Regions from separate parts of the Ovis aries genome. Here region 1 is linked to region 2. A link is a contact called in public Hi-C data. All regions are on one chromosome and are shown on one strand. The core of a region is the stretch at or near the end of the contact, and the rest is flanking DNA. Distances in the headings are between cores, read along the strand shown. Region 1 holds the start of DDHD2 (DDHD domain containing 2). Region 2 overlaps ASH2L (ASH2 like, histone lysine methyltransferase complex subunit).

Evidence for each region. Hi-C and Micro-C count contacts between places; a contact is called where the count stands out from the background.
Region 1: a Hi-C map of mixed tissues shows a contact between it and region 2, with 3 times the contacts expected there. The contact joins the promoter of DDHD2 here to the enhancer-like site in region 2. A contact is called at or near these places in 6 of 16 Hi-C or Micro-C datasets (blood, hypothalamus, liver and 3 more).

The regions. Positions count from the first base shown.
Region 1 is chr26:32,477,890-32,484,527 of ARS-UI_Ramb_v3.0, reverse strand. It overlaps DDHD2 (DDHD domain containing 2), which reads right to left and starts at 3,040. Exons shown (of 17, transcript XM_042241421.2): 1 at 2,771-3,040; 2 at 1,299-1,526; 3 at 440-627. The coding sequence starts at 1,518.
Region 2 is chr26:32,387,555-32,393,727 of ARS-UI_Ramb_v3.0, reverse strand. It overlaps ASH2L (ASH2 like, histone lysine methyltransferase complex subunit), which reads right to left. Exons shown (of 12, transcript XM_060407144.1): 6 at 5,761-5,856; 7 at 4,948-5,043; 8 at 4,199-4,274. Among named protein-coding and RNA genes, the nearest start is that of ASH2L, 14 kb to the right of the region's middle. Within about 2 kb of position 1,492, at least 3 of the 54 cell types and tissues checked have an H3K27ac peak or open chromatin away from gene starts, as enhancers often do.

The DNA.
Region 1 (6,638 bases), core at 1,791-4,290, 89 kb before region 2:
AAACTACAATAAGTAACAGTATAGAACAAAGAAAAAAATCAGTCCTAATTCCATCATCTAGACTAGAAATAATCATTGTTCACATTTTGATCTATTTCTTTTAACAATATTAATGTCCTACTCCAATATAAAGCAAATTTCAGAATAGTTTCAGAGCTAGAAAAATAAAAGCAAAAATGAACAATTCTATGGTCATAGTTTAAACACTAACAATGATCACCATTAGAGAAAAAATTTTTAAAGACATAAACAGTTTCTGTAATATTTTAAAATCTGAAAACTACTTTATCCTGAAACTGACTTGAAAAAGAAATGCCATAAACTGTGTTGCAGATAGAACCGAGCTCTCTTTATAAATTCACAAAATAAGTCACAAAGAGGAAGAAAAGATTATTAAATAAGACAAGAAGAAAATGAGTAAAAGAGGTCAAAGGAATACCTCTAGAACTTGGCTGAAGCTCTCCGAGTATGGAACATACTTATTATCTTTGTCTCCCTTGTAAAACCAGGTACATCGTCTCACTTCTGAAGCCAGCTCATCCCAGTAAACAGCATACCGCATCCTCTCCCCCAAATGAACATCATATCTACCCCCATCAGTGGGAACAATTGTATTACAATCTTTTCCTATTGAGGATTGGAAAGGGGAAAAGCAGCACATAGTATAGCAAAATAAAATACAACTGCCACTCCCAAAATACAACTCTGAGTTATATGTTAAATAATGTTATAAAACACATGATCCCTCTCTTCTTGGCTAAACCATCAAAATCATTCTTGGCTTTAATGAAACATAAAAAAAATAATACCCAAATTCTATTTTGCTCTTTTTCTGAGGAGAGATTATAGTATCCCTTAAAAAAAAGAAAAAAAAAAACTGTAAATAAGAAAGCTTTCCTGAATTTTTTGCTTAAGGGGTCAAAAGGTAAATTAATGACCTCATGATGATAAAGTACTAACCAGAATCATTCTTACTTCATAACATAAGAAAAAACAAGTGAAAAAGTAAAGAATTCATTCTTCTGCAATATGACACTACCACCCACCACTCTTTATAAACAAAAACTGAAACATAAGAAACATTATTGGATAACTATGCAGAAATTACAATAGGCACTGTTTTCAAAATACAGACCAAATTCTTGAATATTATAAACTCATTGGACAATAATGCAGAACTTCAGTATTAAAATGCTATGGGAGATAACTAGAAACAGCACTCACTATAATATCATATTACAGTTTTAAAGGAATGACAGTAAGTCCTCGCTTGTTACAAGTCATCATTTTTACCCTACCAGAGCTATATGCCTCTTCCAGCTGCTGTGAATCCTGTGAGTTGAAAGGAATCCATGTCTCCTTAGAATCTATTATCTTACAATAAAACCAATGAGGAGAAACTGGTTCATACAAACTGCCAGCATCCATGTCTACGAGCTCAAAGGAACTACATGAATTTGGTGATGGAGATGGGTCTGACTGGGACGACTGTTCCTGCTGTGACTCCACTGATGACATTTCGTTCTCTAAAAGACAAAAGAAAACTTTCAGAAAAAAAATTTCCTTCTATTAACAGTGTAATTGTTCATACACACAGACACACACACACAAAAAAAAAACAGGGTTATTTTTAAGAGGAATTTCTGAAGAAAAAAAACAACTAAGGCGGCCATACAATTTAAAATATAAATAAAATAAATTAATAGCTTTGTTTGGTTGGTTTCTGGTTTTTTTAAGGGAGGGAAGGAGGCTTTAAACAAAATGCTTCTCATAGTTAGACCAATGGGCTTTGCACTGATCTCCCAATCCTCCCAGAAAACTATGATTTTAATTAAGCAAACCTGGAATCATGAGAAACGCATGGTCAAAACCTTGATTGCAAAAAAAACCCAAACCACTTTACCCCAATTTCCAATATAAATCTAGTGTCAAAGCCAAAAACATTTACTCCAACTGTTTTTAGTAACACCTGCTTTTTGGCTTCAGGCTACGGGAATTACAATACTGAAAATAAAACTATTCACTTAAGATAACAGTCACTTCTTATCAATCCTTGCAAGGTGCTGAAGCACGGGCGATGGTACAAATTTCTGAAAACGCGAACCCTCGCTTGGGGCCACTGCGCGCACGCGCGCACCCACTCGCACGGTCCAGGTCTAAAGAGGAAAAAGGTAGCAAGTGACCTCCTTCCCCTAAGGAAGACTGACCTGTGTGTTTCCCCTTCACCGCTCGGCAAAGACTAACCAACGCTGCACAGACCACAAAAGGGAAACCCAGGCTCCAGCGAGGGGAGCGGGCGAGACCATCTCGGCACTCAGTGCAGCTGGACCGGGAACACCCGGCCTCCCTCTGAGCCGCCGCTCCCCGGCTTCCGCCACTTTTTATCTTTTTTTCCCCCCAGCACGAATTTACCTCCACCACCTCGCGTGTCCCCTCTCCCCAGGACCCCGAGCCTCCTGCGACCCAGGTTTGAGACCTCAGGGCTCGCGGACGCCTCTCCCCGTCCCGCCTCCGGCCCCGCAGAGAGCAGCGGGGCGCGGGTGGAACCGGGTGACTTCCCGGCGCCTCCGGGAGCCGTCGATACCAAGCGGGCCAGGCCGCATCCCAGGGACCGAGGCCACCCCTCGCCCCACAGGGTCTGGTCCTCCCGGGGCCCCCCTTCCCTGCCTCCAGGCATCGCGCCCTCCTCCGCCCCTGGCATCTCCATCCCGCAGGGCCTCCCAGCCGCTCCTCGGGTCGGGGGCCCGGGGCCCGGCCGCCGCGGACTCACCTGGCTGCCTCACAGCCTCTAGCGCTCTGCTGCCCTCGCTCAGAGGGGCACGACATGTCCCCGCGGAAGCCTGCCCCGCGAGCAGGGGCGGGGCGGGGCGGAGCTTGCGGGCCCGCGGGATTCGCGCCAACACCGTTCTCCACCGCGCTCCCAGCGGAAGAGTTGCCAGCCGGCCGGGCTGCCGACAGCAGACAGCTGAGGTGACGGGGAGCGCGCCTTGGAGCTACGGCCGGGGCTCGGAGACCCGCAGGGGCGCTGGCGGAAAGTGTCGCGAGAGGTGGATGGACTCGCGCGAGATGTTATCCTCGGAACCCGCTGGAAGTCGGCGCGCGGGACCAGTGGGTGTTGCGTGCGGCGTGACCTCCGCTCCGAAGCCGCCTGCGGGTTCTCCGCATTAGGCAAGGGAAGTCTTTGGAAGGAAGGAACGCGGCCTGAGGCGTTACGGGTGGAAAGCCAAGTCTCGGTGAAAGCAAGGTTCTTCGAGCAAGGATAAACAAGCCCAGCCTCTTCACTTTATAGAGAGGAGGACAGACGTCCTGGCCCCCGTGGTACCCCGGCTGACCTGCTAATGGCCAGGATGGTGCGAGGACGCTGGCATGCCACCCACTGCTGAAAAGTTGGGCAGGGAGCTGGCAGCAGCTGCGGCTACCCAGACCTTCGCTTCTGGGTGCTGAGAACACATACCATTGGCATTTGCAAGGGGAAGATCTCTGGGGCTTTGCCCTTCTCCCTGGCGTTTATTAGGATTTCGAGGCTGCCAAAAAGGTATGTTTAAAAGATGTTGAGGTGAGCTTGGCAGGATTCAGAAGCCGCAAGGGAGGTTGGAGGTGATATTTTTGTCTAAACAAGATGACATGACTGAGGTCAAGAGTTTAAATGAATTTCCTAAGTAGTAGAGCTGCCCAGATCTCCTGAGGATTTAGTTTTCTGCAAGACCTCAGTTCCTTTGGGCTACAATACTTTTCTGTTTCCTAACTAAATTATAGGGCAAGGGTTTGGGGGATGTTTGTCAGTCTTATTTCTTCAAAAGGGAGAAAAGGGAAACTAAAACAAATTTTTGTAACATATTCTCTTACGGTTTAAGCCACACACAATTATCCACAAGTTTACTTATACCTTCTCAAATTTATAACACCTGAATAGCTTCAGTTCTCTGCAGAGGATGAAGAAAGCCAGTTACTAGGATGCTGTTAGATGACTAATGTAACTAATAACAGTAGCTAGCTTTTACTGAGCTCTTAACCATGTTCTAGGTACAGTTGTAAGCATTTTACAAGTATAATCCCATTTAATTCTCACAGCAACAGGGTGTTGTAGGTTATCCCTATTTGCAGAGGTGGTTAACATGCTACCAGCAAGTGATGGAGCCAGTACTAAAAACACATGCTGTGTCATCTGAGCCTGCACCTAAGTAACTTAACCTAAAATCACAGGTAAGTGATAGAATTGGAACTTGAGTTCCAAGATCCTCTTTCTCCAAATCCCTGATGCAGCCTACCAGGTGTTCTCAGCTGTGGGGGGAGGCTCTCAGTACCCTCTATACTGTAACTGTTGAGAACCCTAGACAGGGTCTATCATGATTCAGTGTACTACATGTTACGACAGAAATTTAAACACTTAATTTATTTGAAAATAAGAATCCATTTTATGTAAATATTTTTGTGGGAAAATATTTTCCAGATTTTTTATCAGAGAAAAGAATATTGCTTTCATTTTTGTAAATTTCTTTAATGTCTGGCTTAATAGAAACCCATTGGATTCTTGTATTTGCCTCTGCATTCAACCTGTTATTAATACAACTTTAGTTTTGGCTGAACTACAATATATGAAGAAAATGCAGGCTCACTGAACTGTGTAGATGGAGAAGTCTAATAGCCTTTTGAGATAAATTGTGGGATATTCTAATACTACACTAAAATTCAACAAATGGTAGCTCCTTAAAAGTTAGTTGCCACGGGGATAATCCAGAGAGATGATATGGGGTGGGAGGTGGGAGGGGGGTTCAGGATTGGGAACTCATGTACACCCGTGGCGGATTCATGTCAATGTATGGCAAAACCAATACGGTATTGTAAAGTAAAGTAGAGTAAAAATAAATATTAAAAAAAAGTTTGTTGCAGTGTGGGATCTGAAAACTATTAGTGAATTTTTGTTCTCTGATACATTAAAACCCATTGGTTTATTCTGTACTTTAAATGGATCTTTTACTCTTGCATGATTGATGACATCATGCATTGATTTGGAAAACAGTTCACTGAGCTATGCAGTCTTTCAAATGTTAACAATTTTTAACTACCACCAATCTAATTAGAAAAGCATTTTAAGTATTAGGAAGCGTCAAGCTCAAAGAAGATGTTTTCCAAAATTCCTTTTTCTTTAAAGGTCTGATTTCATCAGTAGCAACAAATACTGTCAGTTGTGTAAAGTTCTGCCAAATACCTAAATCTGCATAGCCACAGTTTGTGTGTTATTTGTACTTTCAAATAAAAATGATGTTCCATGATAAAAAGCAGCTAGTTATCAAGTCCAATATGTTAGTTTCATGTGCTTTTTCCTCACAAGACCAGCTGCAGTATTGTGACTTACAGGAAAAACATATATTGGTCATTCAGATGTGTGAAAGTGAAAAGTCGCGCAGTTGTGTCTGACTCTTTGTGATAGTCCATGGAATTCTCCAGGCCAGAATACTGGAGTGAGCAGTCTTTCCCTTCTCCAGGGGATCTTCCCAACCCAGGGATCAAACCCAGGTCTCCCATTGCAGGTGGATTCTTGACCAGCTGAGCCAAAAGGGAAGCCCAATACTGGAGTGGGTAGCCTATCCCTTCTCCAGGGGATCTTCCCAACTGGGGTCTCCTGCATCACAGGCGGATTCTTTACCAACTGACCTATCAGGGAAGCCCCATTCAGATGAATGTATATATTCAATTCACAATTCCTAGCTCACAGCTCTCCAAACCTTTGGACTTTCCTGAGCTATAAAAGCAGTGGGATAATATTTGAACTCTCGTCCTCAGGTCCTAAAAATACCTCAGGGAAAGTGACTCTGAGACAGAAAGAGGGGGAGCTGCTTCTCTGGAGAATCAACCATGTGATTGGAGGGTGGGAACTTTCAGTCCCAACGCCCAACCTCTGGTGGAGGGCAGAGGGGTTGAAAGTTGAATTAGTTGCCAATGACTTAGTCATGCCTTTGCAATGAAGCCTCACTAAAAATCCAGAGGCCAGGGTTCAAAGAGTTTCCAGGTTGGAGAACACCTGTGGAGATTAGGGGGACCCATGCACCTGAGAGGGCATGGAAGCCCCTGCCCCCTTCCACCAGGCCATGCCCTATCTCTCATACCCTATGTATAAACTGGATTTTCCTGGGATTTGTGAGCTGTCCTGGCAAATTCATTGACGCTGAGGAACAAGTCATGGGAACCTCTGATTTCCAGCCAGTTGGTCAGAAGCACAGGTAATGACCTAGATGTGTGACTGGCACCTGGAGTGGAGGATGGTCCTGTGGGGCTGAACCCTTCACATGTGGAATCTGATTCTGTACCCGGTAGACAGCTTCAGAAGTGACTTGAATTCTTGGACACCCTGCTAGGGGTTCAAGAATTGCTTGTTGGTGTGGGAAGGTCTCAACATACACAGTTGAAATTGGGTCTGGAAATCCTTTCTCACCAGCATAGTTCAGCCTGCAGAACTGTTTCTTGCATCCTAACCATTTTGTCATATAGAATGTCAAAAAGGTGTGAATTCAAGGGTTAAGAGTTAATAAAATTAATAACTTACTCTTCATGAAGTATGGAGAAGGCGATCGCACCCCACTCCAGTACTCTTGCCTGGAAAATCCCATGGATGGAGGAGCCTGGTAGGCTGCAGCCCA
Region 2 (6,173 bases), core at 243-2,742:
AGAGAGCCAGCAGAAACCACCTTAACCAAATGACTGTGTCCACGCAACCGATAACAAGACACACTGACCTCACGAGCCTACAGAGATGATGTAGTGGGAAGGATCTGTGTGTGCACTGTTCTTACACGAGTGTACAACCGCAGTCTAATCACGAAAAGAGAGTCAGACAGACCCTCAGTGAGGCACACTCAAAAAGCAGTTGGTTAACACTGCAAGGGACTATGAAGAAATAATTAAATGCAATGTAGATCCTAGAAAGAGGCATTAGCGGAACACTGGTGAAATTTATAAAGTCTTTAGCTTCATTCATAGTATTTACTAATGTTAATCTCCTGGGTTTGTTGTTTTTCTGGCTGCGCTGAGCAGCCAAGGATGGAAGCTTCACCCCCTGCAGTGGAAACTCAGATTCGTAACCACTGGACCTCCAAGGAAGTCCCATCTCCTGGTTTTGATAACTGTACTGTGGCTGTGTGAGATCTCACCATTAGGAGAACTTTGATGACAGATATATGAAAGTTCTAGTACTTTGTGTCCTGCAGCCTGGTGGTTCAGATAGTAAAGAATCTGTCTGCAACACGGGAGAAGCAGGTTCAATCCCTGGGTCAGGGAGATCCCCTGGAGAAGGAAACGGCAACCTGCTCCAGTATTCCTAACTGGAAAATTCCATTGACAGAGGAGCCTGGCAGGCTATATGGTCCATGGGGTCACAAAAAGTTGGACATGACTGAGCGACTAACACTTTCACTTTCAATATGGAAATTCTATTATTTTTGCAACTTTACTGTAAGTTAAATTTAGTTCGAAATAGAAAATTTAAAAAAAAGTATTCTGTATATAAATGGCTAGAGCTTATAAGGACAGACAAAGAAGGAAATGACTTCTTGCATTCTGGCTGAGTCTAGTTAGAGATGGGGTGAGGATTAGATTGGCATGTCTGTCTAATTCTAGACAGGACAGAGCTGACGATAGTAGTTCTGAGCAACACAGGGCCCAGCACGAACATTAACAGCTTACCCACCTCGATCATGGAGGGCTAACAAAACCCGTTCATATAAGCAGGCTCTGTAGAGGTCTCCCGGAATCGGTTTTCCTGCCCAGCAGTCGAGTTCGAGCTTCTCAGGGTCAGGGGCATGGGGATCGGGCTCAGCTAGAATATAGCGATAGCCATCTTTGTTAAACGGGTGTTCCAAGGGGTAGCCATGAGGGGGAAGACGCTGAGCAGAAAACAAAGGGTCACTGCAGAAAGGAAAAAATAAAATCAAGAAACTACAACCCCCTCCTCTAGCTCACGTGCCTTCAATTCTGTTAGACAGGCCTCTGCTGTATTCGGTTTCAACTGGAACACCGGCAACTTCAAATGTTTTTCCTTATTCAAATAGATCATTCTGCCCTCTGCAGGCAAGATGGGGAAATGAAAACTACTTTATCTTGGTATGCAACTAAGCCAGGGGAGACAGGGTGCAGAGGAACAAGGGCGGTTTCCTTCAGCATGTTTATTACTATGACTAATGAACAGAAACTCAGAGATATGAACACCCACTACCTGTTTCCAGTCTGAATAAGAAATGACCTGGATTTTGTCACCCCAGTACTGAACAAAGTGAAGGGAAGAGCTATCAGGGGACAGGCAGAAAGTTTACTGTAAAAGAGCTGACATTCAATATTGGTTTCTTTCACTGCCTTTGGTCCATCTATCCTTTCTCAAGATGCCTTAGCGGAACTTCACACCCAGGTCAATCATCACAGGGTGCTTCCCTGGGGTTGTTTCGTTTAGAAACAAGTTCCGCAAACAGGGCGCCTAGTCTGGGGCTATTTGACCCCTCAAACTGTTTAAGATTTGAGAACAAGGGGCAGGCTTGTGCCTGCAGACAGCTGATCTCTTGCCTCACTGAGGGGCTCTGCAGCCCTCTGACGTGGTAAGGGGCAGGCAGGGGGTGTTCACCTCCGGGCCTTCTTGGTGGTCCCCGCGGTGCTGCCGTCCTGCTGTTTGCGCTTGGCTCCTCTGCCTTTCCCACTGCTTCCTGCTGCAATGCCGCCTTTGAAGAGAAGGCAGATCACCTTCAGTGAGCTGTGACAGGGGACAGCTCCCCAGGGACGAACACTCCCAGCGTGCATTTGTGTGACACCACAGGATTTTCTGCCCGGAAACATATGGGACTTCACCCTGGTTCGCCTGAGTCTGCTGGGTGGCTCCCAGCCCAGAACGCTGCGTTCTGGCAGCAGCTCCAGTGAACCCAGCAGTAATGACTCCTGGGTTACAGCTGTGCCCCTCGCTTCCTAAATGAACTGCAGCTCCGGGAACACTTTCCAAGGATGAGACACAAATGCATTTTCACTCACTCAGACGGCAGACACCCACAGCTAGAAGTAACTGCGTGGGTAGTTTTTTCCCACTCAAATCAATACAAACATCCATAAGGAGAACATCCTCACTGAAGGGATGCTCGCTTGCATGAACTACACACAGCATAGTCCATAAACATGAGAGAGGCACAGGATCTGCTAAAGCGCTGAACTTGAACTTCCAGCAAAACAGAAGTACATCAAACGTGGAAACAAAAAACAGAAATACTAAAAAGGTGTTTCTCTTCAGTGCTTCTAGGCATCTGGTGTGGTTGTTCATGACACAAGCAGGAAAGGCAGCTTTAAATTTGGTCAGCAATCTTTACAATTATTAAAACTGTGCCAACTCATCAAATTTAGGTTTGACGAATCTGGCTTGTGGAATTAAGAGAAAATACAGATAGAGAATTTGTAAATAAAAAAAGAAACGAGCTATATACTAAAAGCCACAAGGAATACTACCTTGGGCACTTCTGAAATAGGTGCTTTGAAATTTTTGTCCAGTTGTCATTCCTCTCAATTAGTTTATTTGTCCAACTTCCAGGAAACATCCCTGAACTGTAGGAAAACACCTTTATGTAACAACTGCATGAAGTACTGTATCTTAATTTGGGGCAAGCTTAGAAATTATCAGCAGTTCTGCTGCAATAAAAAGAGGATCAAGACGTTGAAGGCAGGTCATATTCTGCACAGACAGGACCAGATTTATGCTGAACTTCCTTTTATGAACATACCTGGTGTCGTCCTGTCCTCATAAAAGGCTTAATGTTGAACTGTGAAAATATCAACATCTCTATAGTTTGTTACCTTATTCAAAAAAACTGTTAAGGTTTTATTGGCACTGCATTTCAATTATTTTGAGACAAGTTTTAGATCCACGTTGAAAAAATCAAGCAACACTAAAGAGGACTGCTGGCCATGTCAGGCAGAATATGACAACGTACAAGCTTCCAATTACTAACATTAAACCAGAACTACTGTTTCATATCAAGTGCTACTGCCACCAACTCCACAAGGCTTTACAATCTTAACTCAGTTTCAGCTTCTATCACAACTCAGCAAAAAGCATTTGCCAAACCACAAAATACTTAAGTCTGAGAGGCTGAAAGAAGACAGAGGAGGAATTCACCTCCAAAAGAGGCTCCACCTGTAAGAACAGAAGTGGCACCGTGTATTCGTCAAATTTTAACAGAAAGGAGAAAAATAATGTAAAGAGATGAACAGCACACTTAGTTATATTAGTAACAGTGGAAATGGTTACATATTTAAGACCCTATCACTCCAGAAGAGAAGGTAGCAACACCATATGTCAGATGAAGAGCTGGCTACCTCCCCATTATATCTGCTTTCAATTTGTTGCCATTAGTAGCAAAGGGCTGTTCTGCTCTTAGACGGATTAGACAGAAAAACATGCTACAGTGGGTGGTCAACACAAACGGTGTCATGTGCATAAGCTGAAGATTTAGGGCAAGAAAAATTAGAAGATGGGTAGGAAGTTAAAAAACAGTAGAATTCAGGAAAATTTGAGTGCAAAGCACGTGAACCTAAATTAAGTGTTAGTTATGAAGATACAGATGGGGAGTCGAATATAAACTCAGTAAATCTGACCTTAAAATTGTACCTCGTTTTATGTTAAATGTTTCACTTAAGACCAAACTGTGGTGTAACATAACAAAAATTTCTCCTCTACTATCATTGTTCAAATCCATAGTTAGCCCCTAAAAATTGAGATTTGGACTTTAAAGCATCTTAGTAAATACCTAGTCAAGAATCAGTCCAGAGGCTGCCCAATTCTAGGCACATGTGGATTGAACATCGTACAGACATTTCACCCATGAGATATTTAAACACTTACCATTTAGATTCCCACTGGTAGACACGGCACTACTCTGCTTTTGGTTGTCATAAGCAGGACCGATGTTACTAAGATCCTAGAGGGAAAATATTCAATTATAGAGGGTGGCTACCTAATCAAACCAGCCTGGCAATGCTAAAAAAAAAAAAGGGAGAAAAAACAGAAGAAATTCTAACAGAATGGCAACCTAGACTCTGAAGCCTGCAGAGGTCCCAAACTTAGATGCTTCAGGGATCAGCAAGTCACATGTGTGAGGCAGCCAAGGATGAGGATGGAAGTGCTTTCAGAATCAGGCTGAGCCAGGCTGGGGGTGGTGGAGGGGGAATAGGGAGGGGTGGTAGAAGACCAAGGGCAGACCTCCCTATGGGAATCCAGGCCCAATGTGGCCAGAGCTCCACATTTTACAAGAAAAGACAGATATCTGAATCTCTGAAATCTGAGGTGGAAAGAAAATCAGAAATGACTTGGAATGGCGTATTTGCGTTACAAGAGAGGAAACGGAAGTTTAAAAAGATAAAAATGGTATGTGTCAAGTCATAACATTTTAAGGAAGAGCTGCAACTAACACACTGGTCTCCCAGTTTAAGGTGAGTGCTCTTTCTTTCACATGGAATAAGAACCATTTATTTGGAGCCCACCGGGTCATGGGCATTTGTAAGTGGTAAATACACAAATGTAAACACAGCCTGATTCTCTCTGTCCCCGTGGCTTAAAAATCAAACGGGGGCCTGTGAAGCCAATTAACGTACCTGATCCAGAAGGCCAAACTTGGGGTAATCTTCTTCTGGGTCCTTACTCCCTGGATCAGGGTGTTCCTTTACTAAGAACACATCTCTTTCTTTACTCTAAAAGGAAATGGTATTTTAGTGTTACTGGAAATTTTATACTTAAACTGAATGGATGCTTAACCCCTAACTCCCAAATCGTAGGTGTAATCTCCAAATCTCAACACAAACAGCCTGCCCCCTGAAAAAAAAAAAAAAAAAAAAAAACACACACACACACCAGTACTGTTTTTCTTTGATTAGAAAACTAATGCATGACCACCAAAAAATACAAACAGTAGAGAAAGTTGGCAAAATAAGAGCCACCATCCTTCACAACCCTCACTCATCCCCACACCTCACAGAGATACACAGTGGTAACAGCTTGTGCTGATGTCTCCCCAGGTGCTCTAAGTCTAACGACAATAATGTTCAGAACAGAGTTTGTTTTTTTTAATCAAAGAAAACAATTGTCTCCAATTTAGGCATAACACTATACTTGCCAAAGTACAACGGACAAAAGATTCAGCAGCGTACATAAAACTACCATATCTTCACTTAAGTCTATGTGCAACTTACTGATTTTGTGTGAAAACTATTAAAATTTATAATTACTAAGATTTAATACTGTTGTTCTCATTTTCTTAGTCATCACATTACTTCAGTGAGACCACAATCAAAAAAAAAAACCCAACAAAACCCATTTACTTATATACATATATATAATTTCTTGTATAAATTCTTACAAGGAACACTGGTTTTCTAAACATTGAGTCTAGTCAATTTTAGTTGACTTACCATAGTTTTCACAATGTTATTTGGCCAGGTCATTTTCCCAGGTCTTTGTCTGGTCGTCATGCATTCCCAGTATTTATCAATAAACGGTATGATATCCTGATTTTTAAAACAAAATATATTAAAGCCTTTATAGCTGCTTTCGAAATTACGCTCACACACACAAAAAAAACACTGCTGCATTTTCAAAGATCTCATCAGAATCAAAAGACAAACACATGTTTTTCATCTTTTAATAACTTATAACGTGAACAACATGTAGGTTGCGGGGTTTTCAAACAAGCATATACAACTCTTAGCCACACAGGGCTTATGAGCCGGTTAAGGGAAAAGACGAGCCGTTGTCTCCTGGTATCCTCTCCCCCGAGCTCCTGCTCCTCTGAGCTGGGGACACCTCTACCTGGACATCCTGCACG